Linked DNA regions of Sus scrofa: all the other regions are linked to region 3. The links are chromatin contacts, called in public HiChIP or PLAC-seq maps. All regions are on one chromosome and are shown on one strand. Each heading gives the region's core, a stretch centred on a gene start, on an enhancer-like site or on the middle of the called end of the contact. The rest is flanking DNA. Distances are from core to core; before and after follow the strand shown.

The links. HiChIP or PLAC-seq counts read pairs in DNA pulled down with a chosen protein or histone mark.
Region 1: an H3K27ac HiChIP or PLAC-seq map of alveolar macrophages shows a contact between it and region 3. The contact joins the promoter of RRP1 here to the promoter of TRAPPC10 in region 3. A contact is called at or near these places in 2 of 5 promoter capture datasets (fetal skeletal muscle and liver) and 1 of 2 datasets of contacts at active chromatin or transcription factors (alveolar macrophages).
Region 2: a contact with region 3 is called in an H3K27ac HiChIP or PLAC-seq map of alveolar macrophages. The contact joins the enhancer-like site here to the promoter of TRAPPC10 in region 3. A contact is called at or near these places in 7 of 47 Hi-C or Micro-C datasets (alveolar macrophages, embryonic fibroblasts, heart right ventricle and 4 more) and 2 of 2 datasets of contacts at active chromatin or transcription factors (alveolar macrophages and skeletal muscle).

Annotation. Positions count from the first base shown.
Region 1 is chr13:206,720,779-206,724,456 of Sscrofa11.1, reverse strand. RRP1 (ribosomal RNA processing protein 1 homolog A) reads right to left here and starts at 1,866. Exons shown (of 13, transcript XM_021071076.1): 1 at 1,636-1,866; 2 at 1-27. The coding sequence starts at 1,768.
Region 2 is chr13:207,125,684-207,129,750 of Sscrofa11.1, reverse strand. DNMT3L (DNA (cytosine-5)-methyltransferase 3-like) reads left to right here. Exons shown (of 15, transcript XM_021071081.1): 10 at 1,177-1,264; 11 at 2,432-2,523. Among named protein-coding and RNA genes, the nearest start is that of ICOSLG, 12 kb to the right of the region's middle. Within about 2 kb of position 2,095, at least 13 of the 83 cell types and tissues checked have an H3K27ac peak or open chromatin away from gene starts, as enhancers often do. A contact at or near this core is called in alveolar macrophages and retroperitoneal adipose tissue, where this site is marked.
Region 3 is chr13:206,933,899-206,937,562 of Sscrofa11.1, reverse strand. It overlaps TRAPPC10 (trafficking protein particle complex subunit 10), which reads right to left and starts at 1,252. Exons shown (of 23, transcript XM_021071078.1): 1 at 1,002-1,252. The coding sequence starts at 1,068.

The sequences.
Region 1 (3,678 bases), core at 617-3,116, 210 kb after region 3:
TCAGCAGCTCATCATGTGTGAAGCTACCTGCAACACAAACAGACCAACCATTTATTTATTTAGTTCGACTTTTTAGGGGCCGTACCTGCAGCATATGGAGGGTCCCAGGCTAGGGGTCTAATCAGAGCTACAGCTGCCAGGCTACACCACAGCCACAGCAATGCCGGATCTGAGCTGCATCTGTGACCTGCACCACAGTTCATGGCAATGCCGGATCCTTAACCCACTGAGCGAGGCCAGGGATTGAACCTGCAACTTCATGGACACTAATCAGGTTCGTGACTGCTGAGCCACAACCGGAACTCCTGAACCCAACCTTCTAGAGCCAGAACACAGCCAGAGAAAATGTGACGGCCTGAATCAGACCCAGGTCCTCTTACTGTAATGGTACCTCTCCCTACCCCCCATCGTCCCAGCCATCTCCCTAACCCAGAACCTGCTGGCCTAGGGCTGGAGGGACCCCCCAGGGCACAGGTTCATTCATTCTGTGAACACTGACAGATCTTCAAGCACCAGGCACAGTACTCCACTTTCACAGATTCAAAGCTGACGGAGCCACCATTTCCTAGGCTGGATGGTAGCTACACAGGCAAACGTGTTGGCAACAATTCGCCCAGTGTCACACCAGAGATCTATGATTTTTCTTTGTTTGTCTATTGTCTTTTTACGGCCGCACCCATGGCATATGGACGTTCTCAAGCTAAGGGTCAAATCCAAGCTGCAGCTGCCGGCCGACACCACAGCCACAGCAATGAGAGATTAGAGCTACATCTGTGACCTACACCTCAGTTCATGGCAATGCCGGATCCTTAACCCACTGAGCCAGGCCAGGGATCAAACCTGCATCTTATGGATACCAGCTGGGTTCTTAACCTGTTGAGCCACAAAGGGAACTCCCGCTTTTCAAATCTTCAATTACAAGTTAGCTACTTCAGACTAGTTATGAAAGCGGATGTATAAAGTCACTCACTGGGAACACACTGGGGTCCTGACTACGGTGTCTGGCAATGTTCCTGGGCAATGGTTCTCAGACTTTAGCAAAAGGATCCCATCACCCAGAGGGTTTCTTAAAACACACTCTTGGCCCACCTGCCAAGAATCTGCATTTCTAACAAATGACCAGCTGCAGCTGGAGTCACATTTTGAGAACCACTGTTATATAGAACGCTTAAGAAGCACGTTCTCTGAGCAGCGCAAACCACAGTGAAACTCGGACACGAGAGAAAACCTCCAACACTGAAAAATGCCGCTCTGAGGGGAAAATAAACGGTGCCCAAACAGTGGGTACCAGGGATAGCGGGATATATGGACTGAGGGCTGGGAAGGGGGACTGGTTCCCAGAGAAGGCAGGTCTGAGCTGGGAAAAGGAGCTAAGGGGCTGGGGAGCGGGAGTCCACGCTGAGGGACACGCGGTCACCGCAACACAAAGTGAGCGCCGAGAACCTTCAAAGCAGCGAGGGTGGGCGGCAAGCGGGTGGAAGCACCCACGCAGGCCCCGCGCGCACGGCCCGACCACGTGGAAGACCCACGCCGTTGGAAGGGGCCGGGGCCGCGGACGCCCCGCGTCCCCCTGCCCGCCAGGCCCCTCAGGCCCCCCCGGCCCCCTCCGCCCCCAACTCGCCGAACCGCGCCCACCTTCGGCCCGCTGCGTCCTGGCGACGATGTATTTCCGGAGCTTCCTCACCGCCCGGTCCCGGGTCACCTGTTCGTTCCCCGCCAGGCGCTGCGCCAGCTGGATCTCGGGCGGAAGCTGCACCCGCGGACCCATAGCGACCGCGTGGAGACCCCTCAACCTCCGCTACCGCACCGCTTCGCCTGGGCGCGCGGCGTGATGTCACAGCCTGCGCGGGCCTAGCTCCGGCGCGGAGTCTGACGTCACCGGGCCGCGCCGGCCTCGCCGGGGCCTACGCCACCACCTCCTAGTGGCCGTGGCCCGCAACGACAATGCCGCGTCAGTGTTGGCGGACTTTCACTCTGGACCCTGGGTATTAAAGGGATGTCCTTAAGCGTTTGCCCGCCTTTTATTATTATTATTATTATTATATTATTTTGCTGAGGGTGGGTGGCTGTAGTTCACCCCCAGCTGCTGACGGAAGGCCCTGCCTTAGCAGTGAATGTCAGGGAGCAGAGACAGAGGAGCGGTGGAGGTGGAGGTGGCGGAAGACCCTGCGCAGCCTCCAGTGAATCGTTGGTTCCGAGAAGGTCCTGAGAAAATGCCCCAACAGGGAAACGAATCCGACTGGGAACCGTGAGACTGAGGGTTCGATCCCTGGCCTCGCTCCGTGGGTTAAGGATCCAGTTGTTGCTGTGGCTGTGATGTAGCCCAGCAGCTGCAGCTCTGATTCAACACCCTAGCCTAGAACTTCCATGTGCTCGGGGTGCGACTCTAAAAACCAAAGAAAGAAAAAGAAAGTGCCACAACAGCCCAGGGAAGTGGTCAGGGACCGGGTTTGTGGGACGGTCCCGCCACCTGCAGTGGTGTGCCACCGCTGGCGGGCACCCCAACCCTGCAGCAGCACAGGTGGGGTGGGCTGCTCTGACCTCGTCCAGCCTGTTGGAGTGCACCCCAGCTTCAGGACATGGAGGAAGGCCCGTCGAGGAGGCAATCTGGATCCCAGCCCTGAGAGTCCGACTTTCTTCACAGTTACGCCATGAAGGCAGGCATGGGTGAAGCATGTGTAAAGGGGGGGGTGCAATATGCAAATCTCGATTGGGTCCTGGTTTATTTATTTTTGCTTTCTAGGGCCGCACCCGTGGCATATGGAAGGTCCCAGGCCATAGCCACAGCCACAGCAACGCTAGATCTGAGCCGCGTCTGTGACCTACACCACAGTTCAGGGCAATGCTGGATCCTTCACCCACCCAGCAAGGCCAGAGATGGAACCTGCATCCCCAAGGATCCTAGTCAGGTCCGTTACTGCTGAGCCATGATGACCCTGGATCCTGGTTTTTTAAAAAGCTAAAAATTCACTTGGGGAGTTCTGGCTGAGGCCCAACAGGATCAGGTGCACCTCTGGAGGGCTGGGGTACAGGTTCCATCTCTGGGGGCCACAGTGGGCTAAGGATCTGGCAGTCTCAGCTTGGATCCCTGGCCCAGGAACTCTATATGCTGCTGAGTGGGAAAAATATATATATTTTGGGGTCCTTTGGGAATGACTGGGAGAGCTTGCTCATAGGCTAGACGTTAGTCTACACTGCAGAAGAGCTGTTGTCTTAGGGGTGACGGTAGTGTTTGGGAGAATGGGCCTCAGCCGACTCTTTCTGTAAAGGGCCATGTGTCGGGGGAGCAGCAGGACTGAGGAAGACTCATGGATGTGATTAATTATGGCAAAAGGGGGAGTTCCCATCGTGGCGAAGTGGGTTAACAAATCCAACTAGGAACCATGAGGTTGCAGGTTCCATCCCTGGCCTTGCTCCATGGGTTAAGGATCCGGCGTTGCCCTGAGCTGTGGTGTACGTCTCAGACACAAAGGCTTGGATCCCGAGTTGCTGTGGCTCTGGTGTAGGCCAGCGTCTATAGCTCTGATTAGCCCCTAGCCTGGGAACCTCCATGTGCTGCGGGAAGCGGCCCTACAAAAGGAAAAAAAAAAAAAATTATGGCAAAAGGGGAGCAAGCACAGGGAAAGGTCTTGTAGAGTGAGAGCTAGCTGCGACAACACACCAAAAAAATGTCAGAAG
Region 2 (4,067 bases), core at 846-3,345, 190 kb before region 3:
GGGAGGCCTGGGGGACTCAGAGGCGGAGGGAGGGTGGCCACGCCGTAGGGAGGGATGGGTGCCGCTCTGGGGCAGCCTGCGGCCCACGCCGGCCAGGGGTTCTTTTCCCTGTGGTTTGTGGCCAGGCCTGTCTGGAGAGTCCCCCATGGCATTGCTGGACCCACCATGGGGGCATCCGGTGGACACCCCGCCCAGCACGCCCTGACACTGGATGGGAACAGGGCACCTGCCCTTCTTGGAGGCTCTTTCACTTGTGGCAGAAACTGTCCATCTCGGTGCAGAAAGGACCCTGGGCCACAAATGGCAGCGGGAGCGGGCGGGGGGGTGAGTTTCATGTCCAAGGGAGGAGTTGATTCTCAGGGCTGCTGTGAATGCCGGCCCAGGGCGGGGTGCAGGCTAGAGAATGCGGGGAGTCAGGACACACATCCCCAAGGGTCCATCAGGGCTGTGCCTGCGCTGGATCTGCCCTGCGCTCCTCATCTCCCGGTGCCTGCGGGCAGCCCAGCACCCCCTGCCCTTCCTCCTGCAGTCCTTGCCTGTGCTGGGCTCCAGCCATCTGCTCCGACTCCAGGCAGCCCCCCTGCTCAAGCTTGGTCTCCCATCTGCAGCTTAATGCTGTGCTCGCTGGAGGCCAGGCACCCTCTCAGTGAACCTCCTGGGGGGCACGGGCTCTGGGGGTGCCCGTTTCACACATGGACCCACAAGATGTCTGCTGGCTCGTGCCCCACGGGGGAGGGCCGCGTTACCCAGGCCTTGCCGGCACCTCCGTTGCACCCAGAGGCCAGCAGCTGGCCTGGGTGGGGTCCTCTGCCGGTCGCCTTCAGAGCCCACACAGGGGACAGGGAGGGCTCAGGTGAGTCCAGGCCTCAGAAACACAGGGAAGGGCTTCCTCTCAGGATAGAATTAGCTTCTGTCCCATCAGGGAAAGCCCCGGCACTGCCAGTCCTGTGCTGGAGATGCCTGGGTGGGGGCAGGGAGGAGGCCCCCAGCCTGGGGGTGGGGGGGCGGTCTTCTGGAGGCCTGGGGGCAGCAGTCAGGGCAGGGCCGCCCCCAGGGCACGGGTGTCTCCCTTCACGGGGAAATGCCTCTGCTGGCCCAGAAGGAACTCTCCTTGTCTCTCATGGGTGCTGTGACCCGGCAGTCATCAGAACACCGTTTTTCGAAAAATCCAAATAGGAGAGTCCCCTTGAGATGTACAAAACTGTGCCTGTGTGGAAGAGAGAGCCCGTCCGCGTGCTGTCCCTTTTTGGGGATATCAAGAAAGGTGAGTCCAGTGACATCCAAGTACCCGCACTGGAAGATGGGGCTGCCTGGAGCGAGACCCACAGGGGACCTGGTGTATGCGTGTTCGTGTGTGTGTGTGTGTGTGTGTGCGCGCGCGCGCGTGCGCACGTGTGCTAGCGTGGAAGGCAAAGGGGGGCTGGGGGCTGACCCCTGTGAAATGAGGGTCATTTTCCGGAGGTGGGGGACTTGGGGGGTTCAGGAGTACCCAGGGCTCATTCCTACAGCCTTGTAAATAAAGTGACAGAATGAGGGCCCTGGGGCCCAGGTTCTCTGCCAAGGGCAGCCGGAGGCCACCACACCTCTGACGCCTCCCTCCGCTCACCTGACCACCTTGCGGCAGCCCCCTTCCCAGGGCTGCCAGCTCCCTCCCCAGTCACCCAGCTGGCCCAGGCTGGTCCCGTGCTGCATTCCAGCCTTGCCTGGGAGTCCGAGCCCTGACAACCCCTCCACCCCCACTGGTGCCTTGGGAAATCCTTTGGATTCCTCTGGGCCCCGCAGGCATCAGAAGAATCCATGGAAAATACTGCTCGGTCTATGTCCCAGGGGCGGGGAGGATGCACCCGGCTCGCGCTGTGCAAGTACCCTGGGTAGTGCGGTCAGGGACCTCCGTCACACCCGAGTTGTGGACCCGGCCCGAGACGCACCATCGGAAGCAGCTTGGCCCTGAAGGCACCCAGGGGTCATGGCCCACGGCCGCCCAGCCTTCCGGGCGCTACCCAGCCATCATCCTTTGTTCAGTGTAGGAGGTCCTTTCTGGGCTGGGCTTCCACCCCTGCCGCCAGCCGTGTCACAGCCTGGCCGAGCGATATCCGTGTGGGCTGCCACCCCCCCGGGGTTTCCTAACCTAGAAAGTGACACTGCAGCCAGGGAGGCCTGGCCTGGCCACGCACCGCTGACTTTCTGAAGTCACCCCTCGGAGAGTTTGGTTGCGTAATAAGTGATAACGCAGCCGATGTCGTCAGTCTTGGTTCCCTGTCACGTCCCTGGAAAGACGAAGGGTGAGTGCGCCGCCACGCGCTAGGGGAGCTCTGTCCCCACACACACAGGGGTCGAAAGACAGGCGTGTTTTCTGATCAAGCGCTGGTCCTTTGGGCCTGCGTGGGGTCACGGCCAGCGGCAGCCCTCCTGGGTCCTCTTTGCTCCCCAGCAGAGCTGATGAGTTTGGGCTTCTTGGAAAACGGTTCTGAGGCGGGAACGCGGAGGCACTTGGACGATGTCACCAACGTGGTGAGAAGGGAGGTGAGTGCCGCTGGTGCCTGCGGGCGGCGAGGCGAAAGCGGGCTGGACGGGTCCTCCAGGGGCGCTGCTGGGACCTGGGGAGGGGCGGGGCAGCCCCCAGCAGGGCCGACGTGGGGGGGGGCGGTCAGGCAGGAGTCGACCCGCAGTGGGAGAGAGGAGAGGGGCAACTGCACGGCCCCCAACTGCCCGGGAGGGCGCTCAGCCCCCTGCCCCCCTAAACAAAGCGCCGAGGGTTTGAAGACATCCTCCGAGTGCTCGGGCTCCTCGAAGCCCACTCCTTCCTGCCGTCCTGGACGGCGGCCTTGGAGGAAGGGCCTGAAAACGCCTCAGCAGCACCCAGCTCCGGCCCGGGCTGTCACTGCAGAAGGGAGAGGGCCGGGGCGCCTCCTCCTGTGGCCTTGGGACCGGAGGGCCCTGGTCCCTCGACCCCACACAGACACAGCCTCTCACCTGGACAGAGGGTCTAAGGGGCCAGAGCGGTGAGGAAAAAGCCAGCGTGGGGGGCCTGCTCTGCCCCTGGGACTGAGTCCGGGGTGGCACCCCCCCACCCCACCCCGAGCCTGAGAAGGCCCCTCCGTCACGCCCCCCGCAAAGCCCAGGACAGTGTCTTTGCGCCCTCTCCCCCCGCTCCCCCGCTGTGCCCTTCAGACGCCCCACCGGGAGCATTTTGGGAGCTCACCCCAGGCCCAGCGGGGGCCTCCCTCGCAGGGAGGAGGTCGGTAGGGGATGGGATGGTGACACGAGGGCCCCCGAGCAGCAGAGATGGGACAGGCCCTGGCTCAGCCGACACCCCATTAATGAGCTTGCGTCCAGCGCCCTCAAGAGCCATGCTGACCACACTCTTTCCCGAGGGCCTGCGAAGCGGGCTTTCCTGCGGTGCTGCCCCTCCTAGAGATGCGGGCCACCTGCTCCCGCATCTGCGGGCCACCTGGCGGCGGTTCGGGGGGATTTCAGGGGCACCCCAGCGGGTTTCCTCCAGGACCCTGCTTCCTTCCCGGCGTTTCCTGGGATCGCCACCTGTCACCTGCATGTAGAGTGTGGGCACACCTTCACCTCCTCTGGTCCCCTTGGTGCCCCCCAACCCCCGTCTAAACACCCTGAGGGACCTGGCTCCCGTCAGCAGCTGAGATAGAGCACAATGGGCAGATGGCCCCAGGAGCACATCTGGGTTGGGGTCATAGGTCCCCGTGACGGGACGTGCTGGGGGCATGAGAGGCTGGGGACTGATGTGGGCTGCAGGCTTCTGGGAAGTGACTTGGGGAGGGTCCCGGGAGGCCAGGGCTGCCCTGGACGAGGTGCTTCACAAAGCCAGAGAGCTGGAGCTCCCACTGTGGCGCTGGGATGCAGGTTCCATCCCTGGCCCGGCACAGTTGGTCAAGGATCTGGCGTTGGTGCAGCTGCAGCTTAGGTGGCAACTGCAGCTTAGGTGGCAACTGCAGCTCAGATCTGATCCCTGGCCTGGGAACTCCATATGCTGGGGGGCAGCCATAAGCAAAGCCGGAGACCTCATGTTTGGGTCTCTGGGATTTTTTTTAAAAAGAACA
Region 3 (3,664 bases), core at 3-2,502:
AGATTTTGCTATAGGAAGACTGCTTCCTTTCAAAGCACGGAAGGCTATTTGAAAAAACTCACTGAAGATGAGAACACTGTCAAAAGTCAAAAATCCTACCCGTGCAACAAACCTCTCCGCAAACCATTAAAATGTCAGCCAATATTTCAACGCTTGCCATAAGCTCAGTGCTTGTGAAAGTATTTCATTCTAAAGCTACAACTGGAGGAATCAGAGGAAGTTTTTTCCGTAAAAGAAAAACAATTCCTTTGGGCAGGCATAGACGCAGCCCCCAAACAAAACCCTAAAAACCCTACACCCACCCACCTAGCAGTCCAGAGCGTGGATGAGCGCCCCAACCTTAACGGCCTCGTCGGTAAAGTGGGTTTCTGCTCTGCACCAGCGCCTCGGCGGGGCCTGCGGGGAAGAGCCAAGGAGGCCGCCCGTGCAGCGGGTCTCGGCTCGCAGCGCCTCGCCGTCGGGGCCGTCGTGCCCCAGCAAGTGCGTCTGTGCCGCGCTCCGACGGACCCCTGCGTCCCACTATCCACCGCTTTACTGAAGTGCAAACCCACGTCTTCCAACACGATGCCCGCACGCAAACTTCGTCCACGCTCGCAGCCAGAGAACCCACGTCGGGACCGGGGGCACCGTGCGCCGGGGGGAGATCGTCTCCGCTGGAGTCAGGACGGGCCCCGGGCGCGGGGCGAGCTGCCTGGCCTGCGGCCGGACGGGGCGCGCCCTCCATGCCGGGCGCACCGCGTCACCGGCGCGGTCCACCTGCAGCGGGACAACCCGGGAGGGCGTCCGCGCTGAGGTCGGAGGTCGGCCCCGGAGAGGTCGAAGGTCGCCTGCGGGTTCAGAGGCCCCGCCGCCGCCGCCGCCGCCGCCCCGGCCACACCTCCATTCCAGGAAGCGACCGGGCCAGGAGAGCGGGGGCCGGGCCGCGGGGGCCGAGGGGTCGGGGACCCGGGCCGGGCTGCCCGCCGCGGCCGCCGCCCCCTCCCGCGCTGCCGGGCACTCACAGGTGACGATGGGCTTGTTCTCCATGGTGTAGATCACCGGCGGCAGCGGCTCCTCAGGGGCGTCCATGGGCGTCCGGCGTCACCGGCCCGGTCCCCCGCGCCCCATGGGCAGCCCGAGGCCGCGGGGGGCCAGCCCGAGGCTGAGAGACGCCGCGGCCCCGACAGCGACGCCCGCCGGGCCGCGCGAGGCAGCTGCACAGCCGCCCGCCGTCGCCGCTGCCGCCGCCGCCGCCGCCCGCCGCATCCACTTCCGGCGCCGGCGCGCGGCGCTACCGCTTCCGGGGCGCGCGGCTGAAAGGGGCGGCCCTTCCGCCCCGCGGGCGCCCTCCGGCGACGGAAAGGCGGCAGCGGCTGCGCGCGTCTCGGCGGAGGTTCCCTTTGCGCCTCGGCGGCCGAAGCCCGCGCGGGTCCCGCGCCGTGGGGGCTTCACGGCGGGGAGCTTCCCCCCAGGCCGGCGCCCTCGGGCAGACGGGCAGGGCTGGCTTGAGGGGGGCAGCCGGGACGCGCCGCGGGGCGCCCACGAGCACTGCCCACCACTCCCCCACCCCTGCCCCCAGTGCCCGACGCCGAGGACGCCCCGGGGGTCGCCGTCAGCCCGTGCGCACACGGGCACCGCCCGCCCTGGGGTCACTGGCCACACCAAGGGGACTCGCCCGTGTGGGATCGCCCGTGTGGGACTGTTGCCCATTAGCTAGCCTGGTGACTTGGCCGGAGGCCGGAGGCCTGGGTCAAGTCAGGGAGTCAGTGAAGACACCGGGTTAATTCCCATCACTGAGCTCAATGGCAGTCACACCCTTTGCAGAACCCTTGGTCTTGGTTTGTTGGTTTTGCTATACTGGTTTTAAGAAATAATGTTGTTTCCATGAAGAAGGACGAGAGCATACAACTTCTCAGTACAACCAAAGACCCTCCCGCACCACGATTCCTCCTCTGTGCTGGCCTGACAGCCGAATTTCACTAAGTCCCCCCCATAGTTGGAAGGAAGCACCTCTCTTGAGTTTCCACAAGGCTAGTTTCCTGTCTCCGTGACACTAAAGTTCCCGAATAAGGGACTGCCGCTGACTTGTGTCCCAACCCTTCCCCACCCCTAGCCACCCAGAGCCTCCCAGGGAGTAGGTACCTCCTGGGAACGCCACAAAACACAATCCGACTTTAGCTGCACCTCCATGTCTTAGGCAAGGAGAGTAGGTGTGGGGTAACCTTTGCAAATGAAGTAAAGGCAACACGAGTGAAATTGTTTGTGAACACAGCTGCTGAATGTGCATAGTGCACTGTGGCCAGGGTAAGAGGCAAAGGTCAGAGTTGAGGGCAGCTGGAGCCTGTGAGACAGAGCCCTGGCGGGGAAGGAGCTGAGGATGGAGGACCAGAAATCCGGGGTGGGGGTGTCCTCTTTAGCCTTTGGCTTCAGCTGGGCTCAGCACTCGCTGGGTGAGATTCCATAGGACTTAACAGGAAGTGGTGTCGTGGAGTCAAGAATGGCACAAAGGCTGGAGACCCAGCCAGCCTAGAGGAACAGCCTGGTTGATGCTCTCAATACCCAGGGCATTCAGCTGAGACACTAGGTTGAGGCCAGATCAGTGCTCTAGCTCTGCAGGCCACATACAGTCTTGGTCGTACATTTTTCTTTGGCTTTTTAAATTTTAAAATGTAAAAGCCATTCTTAGCTGAAGGGTCATGTGGAAACAGGGCGTGGCCTAAACGTGGCATTGAGTCACAGACTGCTGACCTTTACCCTAAAATATGGCCTCCGCTACACTGGCCTTAACAGAGTGTCAAGGTCTGCAAGAGAGACAGAGTTTGGACACTGAATCCTGCCAAGGTGGAGGGGTTCGGGGCCACCGTGGACAGTCCTCAGATCCAACCTAACAGAGTTTAAAACTAAGCCCATAAAAAGTCAGAGTGAACTGCCAGCTAACAGAAGTCAAGACTCTTCGGTGAGGGATGGTCCAGAGTCACTACGACTTATGATTCAGCAAATGCCCGATATACGTGAAAAATTGACTGGACACTCATGAGCCAGATGGGAGCTCCTGTCATGGCTCAGCAGTGAAGAAACTGACGAGTATCCATGAGGATGGGGGTTTGATCCCTGGCCTCACGTCGTGGGTTAAGGATCTGGCGTTGCTGTGGCTGTGGTGTAGGCCAGCAACTACAGCTCCAATTTAACCCCTCGCCTGGGAACTTCCATGTACCACAGAGGAGGCCCTAAAAGAAACAAAAATTAAAATTAAAACTAAAATACCAGAATGTCTAAACCATAGTCAAGAAAAAAGTAGTCAATAGAAACCAACTCCCAGGTGGCCCAGATGTTTTATTTACGCATAAAGACTATAAAGCAGCTATAATAAGTGTGTTCAAAGAATCGAGTGAAAGTTGAATAAAGAGGAACTCACAGCAGAGTAATAGAAAGCGTAAAACGAATCCAATGAAAGGGCAAAGGAGTCGGCGATCCTGAGAACAGGATCAACACAAGTTATTTACCCTGAAGAGGAGGAAAATACTGAAGAAAAAGGAACAGAGCCTTGGGGACCATATATCATAAGCTAACAGATCTAATAGGAGGCTCTCAGAAGAGGGCAGAAATCCACACATTTGATGGAAAGCATTGATGTGCAGATCAAGAAACTCGGGAAGGCCTCAGCTATCACTGCTGTGGGTCAGGT